Regions from separate parts of the Sus scrofa genome. Here region 1 is linked to region 2. The links are chromatin contacts, called in public Hi-C maps. All regions are on one chromosome and are shown on one strand. Each heading gives the region's core, a stretch centred on a gene start, on an enhancer-like site or on the middle of the called end of the contact. The rest is flanking DNA. Distances are from core to core; before and after follow the strand shown. Region 1 has its middle 3.9 kb from the start of MIR365-1. Region 2 has its middle 8.1 kb from the start of PARN.

Region 1 (2,739 bases), core at 60-2,559, 300 kb before region 2:
AGGTGGGTTAAGATCACAGACCTGTGGGCCAGATGTCCCATCTTTGAATCTGGATTCTTCCACTGACTGGTGTGAGACCTCAAGCAAGTTCCCGCTCCTCCTTGGGTCCCAGTTTCCCCATCTCTAGGTGCTAAATGGTGCCTACACAATAGGGCTGTGTGCAGGATGAAATGGACATCTGTAAAGAACTAAAGGCAGCGTCTGGCATCAACTATATGCTAAGTCTGAGCTATCATCTCAGAATCATAAATGTGCGCTGTTCTCATAGGATGAAAGGCAGCCGTCACCGCTGGCAGAGAACACAGTAACACCGAGCTCGCCCTCCTGCTCAATGCTTTACCTGCTGCCTTCTCACTTAATAGCCAGCCCTCCCCTAGGCCTTCCCACCTCTTGTTCAGATGAGAAAAAGGATGCTGAGGCAGGTGAAGAGATAAATCCAGGGTATCCAGCTGGAAAGCAGTTTGACCCCCGGTACAAGGCTGGCTTCATGGTTGTGGACCCCACTAGTTCAATGCTCTGCTCGTGTCATCCTGAGTTTCTTCTTCTTTTTTATGCTTTTTAGGGCTGCACCTGTGGCCATGTCAAAGTTCCCAGGCTAGGGGTCGAATTGGAGTTGCAGGTGCCGACCTACGCCACAGCCACAGCAACTCGGGATCCGAGCCGCGTCTGCGACCTACACCACAGCTTGGGGCGACACCGGATCCTTAACCGACTGAGAGAGCCCAGGGAGCAAATCCGGGTCCTCATGGATGGTAGTTGGATTCATTTCTGCTGGGCCACGAAGGGAACTCTGTGAATTTCTGAATAATTTTGGAACAAGGGGCTCACGTTTTTATTTTGCAAATTACAGAGCCAGTCCTGCCCAGATCTGACTTACTCCGAAGCCGGCACGCTTAACTCCTGCCATCCGTGTATCACACAGCTGGTCCAGATTGGTTTTCCAGTTCATCGGTACAGTATTTAGTGTGGGACTGAAATCCTGGGGCGAATGCAGGACTTATTACAGGACCAGATCACCCAGATGCCTATTAGATTGTTTGTTGCCTCCCATTAGACGGGAGGTAGGGCAGTTGCCGGGGGCAGGGGGTGATTCATGCATTGCCGTATCCCCAGGGCCTGGCAGATATTAGCTGCTCACTTAAAAGTTGTGAAACAAAGAATGAATGGGAGGCGGCTGTAGCTCCCAAACTAAAGCAGGTCATCCGTGGCAGCCACCCCCAGCTGGCTTCTGGACAGTTCCCTGAAGGGTATGGAGACAAAGGTCTCCCCACCCCTGTGAACCTGCGCGCTAATATCTTGTAGCAGATTACTGTTTAAACAGGTTCTGGTGGAGCCCGTAGCAGCAACCCAAGTGTTTAAAGACACACAGGCCTGGATTCCTGAGCTCCTGTTATTGGGGACGATGCCAAGGCGGCCCAAAGAACAGCCAGGTTTTTCAGCTTTAGTTCTGCGCAGGTTCAAGTCCCAGCCAAGGATCAGGGGGCAGAGTTTCCCAGACAGCTCAACGAGAGGGTTTGGATTTGGGGACTAAAGATCCTTTTGCCTCCGAAATGAGAATTTAGCTCCACCCTCCCAGTTCCCCCATTTGCTCCTCAAAAAACTTACTTAGCTTTCCTGAGAAGCAGAGAATCATCTCAAAAGCCTTTAAGATGCTCGCACCAATAATAACCGTGTGTTTTGCCACCTGTTTTCACAGGCTTGATCTCCGGTCGCTTCAGAGAATAATCATGTGAAATAGGAGTTAACCATCCTCATTTTCTAAATAACATCATAACCATCACCCTATACTGAGTGTTTTATAAGAGCTAAGCCCTCCACACGGATGAAGTCATTTTTGTTGCACAAGCAACACAGAAGGGAGGCAGTGTTACTGTGTCTGGCTTTGCCACGAGGAAACAAGCTGAGAGAGAGGAATGGACTTGTCCAAGCCCACACACCCAGCGTGTGAGGAGCCTGGATCTTCCATCTCAGAGGTCAGTGAACGTTTTCTGAAAAGGGTCAGATCCTCAATAGTTTAGGCTTTGCAGGCCATCCTGTCCCTATCACAGCTACTCTGCTGTAACAAGAAGCCAGCCGGCAACAATCAGCAAAATGAATGGAGGCAGCTGTGTGTTCCACGAAAACTTTATTTGCAAAGTCAGGCAGCAGGCTGCTTTGGGCCCACATGCTCTTCCTTTGCCTACCCTGGTCCAGACCCTCAAACCTGCCTCTCAGTTAGAACGAACTTGGCCCTGCCCTCGTTCTTCCGCAGCCTCTCCCACCTCTGTGAAGTGACTTGAGTTGTGTTTCAAGAACAGAGACCAGGAGTTCCCACTGTGGCTCCGTGGATTAAGAACTGACTCGTATCCATGAGGCTGTAGGCTCGCTCCCTGACCCCATTCAGTGGGTTAGGATCTGGCATTGCCGTGAGCGGTGGTGTAGGTCTCAGATGTGGCTTGGATTCCTGTTGCTTGCGGCTGTGGTGTCGGCCAGAGCTGCAGCTCTGATTCGATCCCTAGCCTGGGAACCTCCATATGCTGCAGGTGTGGCCCTAAAGGAAAGGAAAAAAAAAAAAAAATAGAACAGAGACCAGCGGCGCTTGGCAGAGGCTGAGCTGACTCCTCTTTCCTTGAGGGGATGATGAAGCTCTTGGAACTGACAACTCTGAGGAGTCGTTAGTGATTGCCATGATAGGCACCAAGGGGACTTCAAAAATTGTAATTTTAATACCTGTCAACTGAGTAGCCTTTAAAGAGGAAA
Region 2 (2,874 bases), core at 215-2,714:
TGTGGTGCAGGTTTGATCCCTGGCCAAGTGCAGTGGGTTAAGGATGGCTTAGGTCACAGCTGTAGCTTGGATTTGATCCCTGGCCCAAGAACTTCTATATGCCAAGGGCGTGGCCAAAAAGGGAAAGAAAAGTTATGTTGTTTGCAGCCAGTCATAAAGATTCTTAAATGACAAACTTAATGACCATAGGTTTTATATTCTCATCGTTGAGAAGGTTTTGAGCAAAGAAAGGGCTTGATCAGAATTTTGCTCCAGGATGATGTTTCAAGCAGTGGAGAGGACTGAAGAAGAAATGAGGTCAGGGAGTTCCCGTCGTGGCGCAGTGGTTAACGAATCCGACTAGGAACCATGAGGTTGCGGGTTCAGTCCCTGCCCTTGCTCAGTGGGTTAACGATCCGGCGTTGCCGTGAGCTGTGGTGTAGGTTGCAGACGTGGCTCGGATCCCGCGTTGCTGTGGCTCTGGCGTAGGCCGGTGGCTGCAGCTCCGATTGGACCCCTAGCCTGGGAACCTCCATATGCCGTGGGAGCGGCCCAAGAAATAGCAACAACAACAAGAACAAGACAAAAAGACAAAAAAAAAAAAAAAAAAGAAATGAGGTCAGGAGTGTTATTTAAACTTGATTTTGTTAAAATCTCACCCATCCCTTGTCTGAAACATATACTCAGCATGTAAGTTTTTCTTTTTACATAACAGCTCTCCACTTCCCAGGCTTCCATGTACCCAAGAATATTCTAAGGGGCTTGTTTAAAATGAACATTCCTCGACCTCTCTCCCAAGTATCCTTACTGGAGTTCACCGAACTTCCCAGGTGATTCCGAAGGAGGTTCTAAGAAATTTCTGTGATAGAAGCCAGATATCTGTGGATTTGATTTTCAGCTGCAAATATCTAGAACCCAGCTTTGTGCCAGTTACCCTCCAGTCCAAAGATAGAATTCTCCGGCTTGGTTCCTGACCTTAAGATCAGAGTCAGGTTGGAGAGGCAGAGCCTCCTCGAACAGTCGTGTGCAAAACCTGAAAAGGCGTCATTTGTTTATAGGGTGTGAATCAGAGGGGGACAGTTTAAAAACCGAGAGCCGAGGTGTGGGTTACCAGTAACCACCAGCAGTGTTTGATTACTTTCTGAGTTACTGGAACATCTTCAGTGTTTAATACAAGATAGGTCGTTGAAAACATGCTACAGAATAGACCCGACAGAGGAGAGAGCCAGGACACCCTTCGCAGTGTGCGCTTATCTTGCCCAACACCAGTCACAGGCAGTAAATCACCCCGCCTCCGAGTTCAGGCAGCGAGTCAGGCTCCCTTTGCCCTAGTGATTTCTGACCCTGGCTCAAAAGCAAATTTGTCTATGTGGAGCTGGAACAACACCATTTTATACAATAAGAGCCTGGAAACACTTATGTTAATGAAAGCCAGTTTCCACCGCCTGCAGGAAGTACTCATAAGGTTCTCTCTTTATTGTCATTTCCGACCCTTGGCCGGCTACATCCGGACACATTTTTTTTATCTCATAATCACTACAAACGGGTGGCCACTCTTTGGACATTTATGGTCAGTGGTGTTCTGCCAGGGTTTATAGGCATGTCCCCAGGAGTGGACTTGGGGTATCAGAAATAGGGACTTACCCAGTCACCCTCACCCCTGTTGCTCTCGTGAATGTTTCTGCTTGTTTATTTCATCGGAGGAACAGCCTGCTCACCCTCACGGCCACAAGCTGGAGTTCCTGCTTCAGCCTGCAGTGATGTCAGATTCTAGTTTAGATTTCTCAGTGTCGTGGCAGCAGCTCTGTGATGTGGCCAAGACCAGCGTGGTGTTACAGGTCTATCAGACTATGATTTAAAACCCAACTCTGGGAGTTCCCGTCGTGGCGCAGCAGAAACAAATCCAACCAGTATCCTTGAGGATGTGGGGTCGATCCCTGGCCTCGCTCAGTGGGTCAGGGATCCAGCATTGCCATGAGCTGTGGTGTAGGTTGCAGACGTGGCTGAGATCCCTCGTGGCTGTGGCTGTGGCTCCGATTGGACCCCTAGCCTGCCACGGGTGCGGCCCTAAAAACCAACCAACCAAACAAACAAAAAACCCAACTCTGTCCTATACTAAGTAGGCCTCCACGGTCTCATCTGTAAAATGGAGATGATAGTGATAATTATCCCATGGGGTTGTCGTGCCGCTCACATGGCCTAAGGGCTCAGTAAGTATTAGCCATTGTCCTTCTCTGTTGTCAGGTAACATGTCATGAGAAGAAAGAGCCTCCCTAGAGACCCATCTAAAGCCAAAACCTTTTTATTTTGCAGCAGACATCTCTTCTCAGAAATGATTGAGATTATGTGTTTCAGGCTGGAATCCCCAAAAATTAGCTCTTCAGAGGATCATTCCTAAAATGTTAGCTACGTATTGCAGTCACAGTCAGTGTTTTGTGGAGTAAAAAAGTAGAACCATAATTACATACCACTGAACCAAGCAGCCTGATCATTACGTTTCCTGAAGAATTAGCCGTCACCACGTGGAATCTTTATAAGCTAAGCTATAAAACTTCCTAAACTTGGAGTTAATGTGGTCTTCTTTGATAAACTCAATAAAAATTATTGTATTAATTGATTTTCTTGAATGTTAGTTGAGCGACTAAAGAATGAAACCGGGAGTTCCCGTCGTGGTGCAGTGGTTAACGAATCCAACTAGGAACCATGAGGTTGCGGGTTCGGTCCCTGCCCTTGCTTAGTGGGTTAACGATCTGGCGTTGCCGTGAGCTGTGGTGTAGGTTGCAGATGCGGCTCGGATCCTGCGTTGCTGTGGCTCTGGCGTAGGCCGGTGGCTACAGCTCCGATTCGACCCCTAGCCTGGGAACCTCCATATGCCGCGGGAGCGGCTCAAGAAAT

The links. Hi-C and Micro-C count contacts between places; a contact is called where the count stands out from the background.
Region 1: a contact with region 2 is called in a Hi-C map of liver, with 2.4 times the contacts expected there. The contact joins two enhancer-like sites. A contact is called at or near these places in 1 of 5 promoter capture datasets (liver) and 2 of 47 Hi-C or Micro-C datasets (heart right ventricle and liver).

Annotation. Positions count from the first base shown.
Region 1 is chr3:28,902,906-28,905,644 of Sscrofa11.1, reverse strand. No RefSeq gene overlaps it. Among named protein-coding and RNA genes, the nearest start is that of MIR365-1, 3.9 kb to the left of the region's middle. Within about 2 kb of position 1,309, at least 2 of the 83 cell types and tissues checked have an H3K27ac peak or open chromatin away from gene starts, as enhancers often do. A contact at or near this core is called in liver, where this site is marked.
Region 2 is chr3:28,607,286-28,610,159 of Sscrofa11.1, reverse strand. It overlaps a transcript of BFAR not described here. Among named protein-coding and RNA genes, the nearest start is that of PARN, 8.1 kb to the left of the region's middle. Within about 2 kb of position 1,464, at least 30 of the 83 cell types and tissues checked have an H3K27ac peak or open chromatin away from gene starts, as enhancers often do. A contact at or near this core is called in liver, where this site is marked.